Regions from separate parts of the Mus musculus genome. Here all the other regions are linked to region 2. The links are chromatin contacts, called in public ChIA-PET and HiChIP or PLAC-seq maps. All regions are on one chromosome and are shown on one strand. Each heading gives the region's core, a stretch centred on a gene start, on an enhancer-like site or on the middle of the called end of the contact. The rest is flanking DNA. Distances are from core to core; before and after follow the strand shown.

The links. ChIA-PET counts read pairs in DNA pulled down with a chosen protein or histone mark. HiChIP or PLAC-seq counts read pairs in DNA pulled down with a chosen protein or histone mark.
Region 1: an H3K4me3 HiChIP or PLAC-seq map of the SCID.adh cell line shows a contact between it and region 2, with 22 read pairs. The contact joins the promoter of Jpt1 here to the promoter of Hid1 in region 2. A contact is called at or near these places in 8 of 39 promoter capture datasets (the 3T3-L1 cell line, the C10 cell line, the HPC-7 cell line and 5 more), 2 of 15 datasets of contacts at CTCF or cohesin (CD8 T cells and large pre-B cells), 1 of 484 Hi-C or Micro-C datasets (embryonic fibroblasts), 14 of 115 datasets of contacts at active chromatin or transcription factors (the 230-238 cell line, the SCID.adh cell line, Th17 cells and 6 more) and 4 of 9 other capture datasets (adipose tissue, embryonic stem cells, liver and 1 more).
Region 3: a contact with region 2 is called in an RNA polymerase II ChIA-PET map of effector CD8 T cells, with 15 read pairs. The contact joins the enhancer-like site here to the promoter of Hid1 in region 2. A contact is called at or near these places in 2 of 39 promoter capture datasets (the 3T3-L1 cell line and embryonic stem cells), 1 of 484 Hi-C or Micro-C datasets (embryonic stem cells), 1 of 115 datasets of contacts at active chromatin or transcription factors (effector CD8 T cells) and 3 of 9 other capture datasets (adipose tissue, liver and pancreatic islet).

Annotation. Positions count from the first base shown.
Region 1 is chr11:115,512,984-115,515,967 of GRCm38.p6, reverse strand. Jpt1 (Jupiter microtubule associated homolog 1) reads left to right here and starts at 1,575. Exons shown (of 5, transcript NM_008258.2): 1 at 1,575-1,748. The coding sequence starts at 1,693.
Region 2 is chr11:115,366,420-115,369,353 of GRCm38.p6, reverse strand. Hid1 (HID1 domain containing) reads left to right here and starts at 1,598. Exons shown (of 19, transcript NM_001346774.1): 1 at 1,598-1,810. The coding sequence starts at 1,745.
Region 3 is chr11:115,230,133-115,233,237 of GRCm38.p6, reverse strand. The region is part of intron 9 of Tmem104 (transmembrane protein 104); the gene reads right to left. Among named protein-coding and RNA genes, the nearest start is that of Grin2c, 36 kb to the left of the region's middle. Within about 2 kb of position 1,522, at least 112 of the 459 cell types and tissues checked have an H3K27ac peak or open chromatin away from gene starts, as enhancers often do. A contact at or near this core is called in effector CD8 T cells, where this site is marked.

The DNA of each region.
Region 1 (2,984 bases), core at 326-2,825, 150 kb before region 2:
ATATTGCCAGGAGTAGGGAGGAGTGCTGGTGTAACCAAACATTGGGACGGTACTAAAGCATCGGCAGCGGGATGTGGGGTGATGGTGTAGCACAGGCTAATCCAGTTAGCGCAGGCTAATCCAGGAATTCTTTTCATTTGTTTCTGTTTTTTTTTTTTTTCCTAGACGGGGGGGTAGGGGTGAGGGTGGGTGGGGTGGGTGGGTGGGGGGGTGGGGGTGGGGTGGGGGGGGAGTTCTCTGTGTAACATCTTTGGCTGTCCTAGACTCTTCTGCCTCCTTAGTGCTGGGTTCAAAGGTGTAGACCACTGTGTGCCCCCCGCCCTTTTTGAGGCTAAGAAATCTTGCTTCTGCCTCCAGGGTGCTGGGATTAGGGGTGTGCAGCACCCCCACCTCGGACCTTAAAAAAAAAAAATTCCCTCTCCAACACGGTTTCTCTGTGTAACTCTGGCTAGCCTAGAACTCGGAGATCCACCTGCCTCTGACTCCTGAGTTGGTGCTGGGACTAAAGGATTAAAGGCATGTGCTACATCGCCTGGCAAAAGATTTACGTTGTGTACATGTGTGTGCCTGCATGTAACTGCCCAGGTCAGGGAACTGGAGCTACAGTTTGGAGCTGCCCTGTGAGTGCTGGCAACTGAACCTAGGTCCTCTGCAGTACTAGCATATGGCCTTAACACGACATCCCTTCTCTCTTTCCTGCTTTCCTTCTCTGCCTCCCCCTCATTTCTTTTTGACAGGGTCTCACTGTTTAGACCAGACTGGCTTGAAACTCAAAGTGATCCTCCTGCCTCAGTCTCCCAAGTTAAGGCATTGCAGGGAAGTGCCGACACATCCTGCTGAGGTAGCTTTCTATTTAGGTAGCTAGGTAGTGTGTATGTGTGTGTGTGTGTGTGTCTCAGTGCGTGGGTGCGTGGAGGTCAGAGGTTCAAGAGTTGGGTATCCGAAATAATCAAACTCAGAGCTGAAATCAACCAAGTAGAAACAAAAAGAACTATACAAAGAATCAACAAAACCAGGAACTGGTTCTTTGAGAAAATCAACAAGATAGATAAACCCCTGGCCAGACTAACTATAAGGGACAGAGACAGTATCCAAATTAATAAAATCAGAAATGAAGACATAATAACGAAGTATATCTTAAAATAATTATTCTGCTTGTTGAGTATTAACAGTTGAAAATATTAAAATCATGTTCTACAAAAAAAAAAAGAGAGTTGGGTCTCTTACACGTTGTGGGTCCTGGAGATTGAACACGGGTTGTCATGCTGGGTGGCAAGGGCTTTTCCTTATGAGCCACCTCGACAGCCCCTCAAGTAACTTTTTAAAGTGACCGTGAACACTTGAGCACCACCAGATTGTCGAGGGCGTGGAGGAGGGGAGACCACAGCGGCCTTTCTCTGTACAGGAAGGGGGCGGGGCTTAGGCCGAGCCGTCTCCCGCGCAGCCCGTCCTGACGCCGATCTATGATTAGCACTGTAGCTAACCAATAGAAATGAAGAGATCTTTTTAAATTGCCCAATGGCGGCATGTGGAGGGTGGGCCCTATTGGCTCTATAAAATGGGAGTCCGGCGAGCCCCGCGGCGGTAGAAGCTCGTGGAGCCCTGGTGGTTTAGCTTTTGGAGTCGTCTGCGCCTGTTGGTCCCAGTCCCCCTTGGCGTTTTCAGGGCCAGCCTACCTCGCCCCTTGGCGCCATGACCACTACCACTACCTTTAAGGGTGTGGACCCTAACAGCAGGAACAGCTCCCGGTAAGGCGACAGGGTAGGGCTCGAGCCCTCCAGGGCTTGTGGGGACCGCGGGGCGTTGGTGGTAACGGGCCGGGAGCACCGCGCTCGCGCCCGGGGGAGGGTGGCAGAGTAAGGAGTGGGCGCCGCTTTGTGCGGCAGGACTGCCTCGGCTTGTGGCCCCGCCCCAGTCGTCCCTTCTATTCATTTCTCCCCGGTAACGACAGCTGAGGGGGACTGTGGGTGGCGGCCCTTTGCCGTACGGCAGGTTGGAGTCGGTGAGAGTGTGCGGGAGGATCTTCTTTCAGCCACCCGCGGCGACACTGGTCGGGTCCAGGATGGTGGGCTTGGTCTCCCAGGAGCCCAAGGAGCCTGCAGGGCCCTGGGCCCATTGTCCCACATGAGGGCCATGCGCTCCCGCTTCTGGCTCGGGCGTGTGCTGGCCCCGGCCTTGGGCGCTGCGAGCAAATCTGAGCACTGATCCGGCTGGTCTGCAGGCTCTTTTCCTCGTGGTGGCCCGCCGGGGTGTCCGTGTCTGCGCAGCAGGTGCACCTCTGGTAGGGCGGGGCTGGTCATCCCCTCCCTCCACTTCCAGCCCTGGACAGGAGCTCTCTTATCAAAGTGCCTCCCTGCGCCTAACAAAGGAGAGATCGGGTCTCCTCCCCCTCCCCACGCCCACCTCCGAATGCGCGGGGCCGTGAGCCTGCTCAAATGGGTTTTCTGCGCTCAGGTCCTCGGACCTCTGCCCTTCCATGTCGCCTTCTTTACTTCTCCCATTGACTTTGGCCGAATGAGTTCACCCCAGAGCAGGCTTCTCTTGGAGGAGGAGGTTGTCTGTGCTTGGGCGGGGCTAGGGAGCCATCCATTGTCTCTCCAGTAGTATGTAGTATCCCTTCCTGGAAGCTGGGATCTTGCTTGTCCCCAGTACACTGCATTTTGGGAGGAGCTCTGTGACTGGACTGGGACCCGTTTCCTACCCCTCACTTAACTTGGTGAAGATATTTTGTTCAGCGGAGGGAGTCCATCTACATCGTCTCAGCTAGTGGCACACAGTCCCTTAAGTTGGCTTTCAGGCATCTCTTTGATCTTCCCAAAGGCTTGGTTCCATGTTCTCTGGCCATGTATTTTCCATTGATGATGACCCACAGTTGAGTGTGACCAAGCCTTGGGGTCCCGACCAAGTGGCACAAAAGGGAGCCATTTTGTGGGGCTAAGAAGGCAGCGTGGAACAGCAGTGTCTCTCACAGGGGCTTGACAACT
Region 2 (2,934 bases), core at 349-2,848:
CCTCTTGTGTGCTAGAATTAAAGGCCTGTGTTAGCATACTTGGCTTGGTGCTATGCTTTTTTTTTTTTTTTTAAACTGAATAAAGAAACCATTCATTATCTCAGAGTGATTACAAAAAAAAAAGCCCTGGGGGCACACCCAGAATTTTGTAGGGACAACATACCTTTAGAGAAAAGCTAGAGCTACCCAATGCTGTGGCTTGTTCTGTGAGGTAGTGAGACCATGCCCTCTCTCTCTACCTCTACACCTGATCCAGCTGCCTTGATGGAGCATACTCCTTATTTTACAACTCCGGGATCCCCCTTTAGATTAAAGTCATGTTGTTTAGAACTATCCAGGATTCTCAGAAACTTCTAGACACAGTAACATGATTGTGTGAGGGGTGGGACACATACATCATACATGGCCCTGGCTGTCCTGCTGTCCTGGCTTGCTATGAGATATATATATATTAGATAAATACCAGATTATTTTGGATTTTGCCAATGCTGGTCTCAAACTCACTATTCACCAAGGATGACAGTCCCTCTTGCCTTCACCTCCTGAGTTCTGAGATCTCATATGTGGATCAACTATTTTTATTGGGTTGTCAGCTATTACTCTTAATTTAATAATTAGAGTGCTTGCCTAACATCCAAGAACCTCTTGGTTCAATCTACAGCACCCCATAATACCAAGGGTGATCATGGAACCTGTGACCTTGGTACTTGGGAGATGGATTAAAAAATTCATCACCAGTAACAGTGAGTTCGAGGCAAGCCTACGATAAACTCCTCACAAAACAAACACAGTGTACTAGGCTATACCATGGGTAAACTCCTTTCTTCTGAAACCAGGATCTGTGATGTTTATGTCATGTCCTCTACACTTCAAAGAGTTCTCAGGGAAGCCAGGGAGCTAGATAAGCGTCAAGACCCAAGGGATTTTTCACTGCTGAGCTGCCTTCCTGGAACAGGGACACTGAGTCAGCCCATCCTTCCACACAAGCAAGAGCTAAACCTTTTAAGGGTTAGAATAACTTCAAGGCTAGACACGTGGATTTGATAGGTCAGAAAGAGAAGCAAACAGAAAGAAAGGAAGGGAGGAAGAAAGAAAGGAGAGGAGAGGAGGGGAGGGGAGGGGAGGAGAGGAGAGGAGAGGAGAGGAGAAAAAGAAAAGAAAAGAAAGGAAAGGAAAGGAAAAGAAAAGAAAAGGAAAGGAAAGGAAAGGAAAGGAAAGGAAAGAAAAGAAAAGAAAAGAAAAGAAAAGAAAAGAAAAGAAAAGAAAAGAAAAGAAAAGAAAAGAAAAGAAAAGAAAAGAAAAGAGAAAAAGCAAGCAAGCTCAGATAGCAACAATAGTAGGAAAGCATGAACATCAGGTAGAGAGGATTGGAGGAGAAACTGCGGGTCTGAGCAGGAATGAAGAATGAAGGTGGAGGCAGGAGATGAGATACCAGGAGGGTTTCAGTCTTGCGGACTGAGGATCGAGGACAACACTCAGTTGCAGACGAAAGGACCAGGAGTTGGGTTCCACGGAGAACTCCGGACTTCTTCTTGGAGGCCTGAGCGGCAGGTGCAGAGGCGGGGCCTCGTGGGGGCGGATCTAAAGGCGGAGCCACAGGGGCGGGGCCGACGCCTGCGGCAGGCGGGGTTCGCAGCTTCGCTCCCCAGAGAGCAGCCGGGGCTGCGGAGCTGGAGCTGGAGTCACAGCCGGAGCCCGCGGCAGAGTCGGAATCCGGGGTCGGGCTGGAGCGGGGTCCATCGACATGGGATCCGCAGACTCCAAGCTGAACTTCCGGAAGGCGGTGATCCAGCTGACCACCAAGACGCAGGTGCGCCTGGGGGCCCAGCCTCTTCATCCACCTGCCGGCCCTGGGGGCAGGGCAGGGCCGGGGGGGCTGGGTGAACACGGTTCACCCGAGGGTGGGGTGACCGGCTAATCCAGAGGGGGATGCTGAAACAAGCACCGGAACGGGACTTTTCCTTTGTAACTAGGGCTCCATCCCTGCCTCTGGGAGCCCACCCTATGCCTACTCTCCCCTGGGAACACTCTCCCGGGCACTGCTGCTGCTGCCACCTTAGGCTGACGTGTGCCTACTCCTGGAGCCGGCGGCGACAACGTTATCCGCCCCCTGTCCCGCCCCCCCGGTGCCCGCAGCCTCGCTTAGCCAGCCTCTTCCCGCTCCCACCTACCCATCCATCGCCCCGCTGGTCTCCCTGCCCCTCAGTGCCCATGGTCCCGGACATACAGCCCCGGCTGACTCAATGCAAACAAAGCCGGGCCGGCGCCTGCCTGGGTTGGGGAAAACAGCTGGTGCGCGATGGCAGCGGTGGCAGCGGTGGCCTCTCTGGGCCCTGGCTGATGCCTGAGGGTAGGGAAGGCCCAGGTCTTCCTGGGAGCTCATAGAGTGGCAGGCAGCGGCAGCTGGGTAAGAGGAGCTGTCCTCAGGCCTAGGGAAGCCAGCTTTCCAGCTAGTGATGATCCAGGGGCTTCTCCAGGCCCGGTGGAGCTGATTGGCTGTGCTTTTTGGCACCCGGAATAGGGATTGGGGTTTCGGGGATGAGGAGATTATCATTGGTCTGTTGGAGAGGGAGCCATGGGTAACTCCAGTCCACACTCCCCCCCCCCATCCCCCGTGTCTACAAGTGTCACAGAAGCTGCCTCCTACCTTCAGCACACACCTCTTGACCCAGCAAGGTTCCTTCCCTGTCGTCCCTTCAATCTTTATTTCTGGAAACCAGGCTACTCTGGTTATGGAGATACCAGCAGCCTCTCCAAGGCCCTGCCTGTCAAAGGGCTCTGGACCTACTGCCATCTGGAACCCCACCCCCATCCGACTGTTCTCAGAGCTCTATATTGTTCTTGGCCAGTGTGAGTGGGATCAGGAGAGCTGCCTACCCACAACCAGCCAGTCACAGCCTCAGAGAGCCGACCACTACTCCCACACCCTGTTAC
Region 3 (3,105 bases), core at 273-2,772, 140 kb after region 2:
GTACAGGCTGGAGCGCAGGGTCCCCAGATGGGTGTGTGGCGAGGGGGTAGAAGAGATTGCTGTGCTGATCCTGGGCACAGCAGTTTGTTTTTGAACATGGCTGAGGTAACGTCCCTGACCTCACAGCCAGTCCCAAGGGAGGTTCATTCTGGGACAGCTGGCAATAAGGGTGATGCCCCTGCCTCAGTGCTGAGCAGGTGCTAAGCATAGCTCTAAGGAGCACCTTCTACTCAGCCTCACTGTATCCTTCACAGTCTCTCAAGGAAACTCTTCCTTGCCACAGCACAGAAGCAGGCGGCAGAGGACAGAAGCCTGGTCTGTGCTCAGTGGGCCACCTTAGGGACAGTCTGTGATGGCTACCTAGGAGAGCCAACTGGAAGACCAGAGGCTGGCAGGGAGGTGTATGCTGGCCTGGAGGATGCCCTCCCTTACTGGACAGTAGAGTCTTCCTGTCCTGGTGAACTCAGAGGCATTTACTACCTAAGTGCCCTCAGGGCTGAAGTAATGGCTCAGCTGTTAAGGGCACTTACTACTGAGGAGCCAGGTTTGCTTCCCAGCATCCACATGGCTGATAACAACTGTCTGTAACTCCAGTCCCAGAGGATCTGATGGTTTTCTCATACCCTCTGGAGCCAGGCCCTTACATGGTGCACATACATACACACGCAGGCAAAACAGCCACACACGTTAAAAACAGACAAATCAGAGCTCTCCTCAAATCAGCCAGTATGGCATAAGCAACGAATCCACGGTGGTATTTGTCACCTATATCTTGACATTTCCCTGGACAACTGGCTATTTGTAAAGGCCACCTAAGCCTTCAAGGAGACCTAGGCCACTATTGAAGTGAGGGGAGGGTAGAAGAAAAGTCCTCAGAGAGATCTACCTGAGGCTCCCGGGCACAACTCTGGGGGCCCAAGATCAACCCCGGCTTCATCTCAACAGATGGCAGAACAAATTCCTAATTAAGCGCAAGAAACCTTCCGGCTCAGCACAGTTATTCACGATTTTCCGGTCCCTTTGGTGCCCATTCTTTCTCCTGTCTTCTGGAACCTGGGCCAGCTTACTGCCTCCCAGAGCTCCCTGCTCAGCTCTTGAAAAGGAACAGCCCTCATTTGGGGAGAGGGGAGAGAGGGAGTGGGTGATGGCCAAGTGTGGGAAGGAGGGAGGGGAGGCCGGCCTTGTGGGGCCGCACCAACGCAGCTGCTTCTCACAGACATCTTGGCAGAGGCTCCCGAGGACCTCTGAGATCACTGCCTGAAGGGAGTTCTAGAAAAACCCCAGGGGAGAGACTCCCTTACTGTGGCCTGGGCTTGGTTTGGTAGACTGAGGTCCCTGCTGTTTGGTGTGGCTTTGGGGACTTCTGGGGGATTCTGTTGCCTGGTTCTCCTCAGAGCAAGACCTGGGGTTAGGTGAAGGAAAATGCCCGCTCTTGCTTCTCGCTCTCGCTGAGAAGAGCCACCCTGGCGGCACTTCCTCTGCCCCAGCTGGGAGCTTAACCACGCTCACTGTGGTTTAGCTACTTAACAGCAATTTTCCTTTTCCTGGGCGGCTCTGTCACTGGGAGGCCCAGTCTTCTAAGTTCAAAGGTCTGACTGAGTCTCTCATGGAGAAAAATGACTGCCTTGTGCTCTGTCACCCACAGCAGTGTGCCTGAGAGACTCCCGGCATTTGAGTCCAAGGGTCTCCGTGAAGGCAGTGAAGACAGCCGAAGTGTCGAAGTGTCGCTAGCAAGAGACAAGTGTGGGATCCTTTCTAGCTGCTCTCTGCTCAGGCGCCCATGGAGGTCACAGACCCTCAGGACCACTGCCTCCTGCCCCGCAGCACTCAGGAGATGCTAGGAGGCCCCAGGAGGCCCAGGGTAGACCTGGAGCTTTTCTGCCCTGTAGGAGGCAGGATAGCAGTTCCCATGGAGGAATAGCAGCTTTGAGACAGGAACTCAAATATTATATACCTGGTGCCGGCCTTGAGTCTTTTCTTTCTTCTTTCTTTTCTCTCTCTTTCTTTCTTTCTTTCTTTCTTTCTTTCTTTCTTTCTTTCTTTCTTTCTTTCTTTCTTTCTTTCTTTCTTTCCTTCCTTCCTTCCTTCCTTCCTTCTTTCTTTCTTTCTCTCTCTCTCTCTTCCTCCCTTCCTTTTTTTCTTTCTCTCTCTCTCTTTTTTTTGAGATAGGGTTTCTCTGTGTAGCTCTGTTGTCCCAGAACTCACTCTGTAGACCAGGCTGGCCTTGAACTGAGAGAGATCTAGCCCCCTGTCCCCTGCCTCTGCCTCCCAAGTGCTGAGATTAAAGGCATGTGTCACCACTGCCTACCCTTACTTAGTTTCTTTAATATTTATTCCTGAAGTTTTAGTTGTCTGTCTGTCTGCATGTGGGTACATACACGTACATGCAGGTAGGTGCCAGTGGGGCGGAGGCATTAGATCCCCCTGGAGCTGGAGTTACAGGAGGTTGTAAGCCACCCCCAGATGCTGAGAACGTGTAACATGTAACGTGTACTCTCGCCTGTCCCTGTGAATGTTGGCAGCAAGTTAGATACTGAAGCTCTGGCTTCATCTGCTGCCCAGTGCTTGTTTACTGCTGCATAGACCCCGAGTTTCTGGAGATCCTGTCTTTTGCTCCCAATTTCCCATAAGAACTGAGATGCCAGACCTCTGTGCTACTGTGCCCAGCTTTTACGTGGGTTGGGGGGGGGGCCCAAGTGAGGCTATCAGGCTCGTACAGAGAGTGGTTTATACCCACTGCGCCATCTCCCTAACACAGCCAGTGTCTGTCCCGATGCAGGGGAGGGTAGAGCGGAGGGAAGCAAAGGTGGGCTGGTTTGGTGGGATGAGGAGCTCTGCTGGAATCCTCATGCTGTGATCCTCTGTCCTCACCCAGTTCTAGTTCTCACAGGAACATTTATTTACTCTAAGCTCTTCCCTCCCTCGCAGGCTCGCTCTCCTTCCTCAGCCTCCTTCCTCTCTCTCTGAGACTGGGTCTGATGAGTTCAAGCTCCCTTTCCTATGTAGTCAAGGCTGGCCTTGAACTCCTGACCCCCCCAGCCTCCTCCTCCCAAGTGTGTGGCTTATAAATGTGTGCCACTACACTGGGCCCCAAGCTGCTCTCTT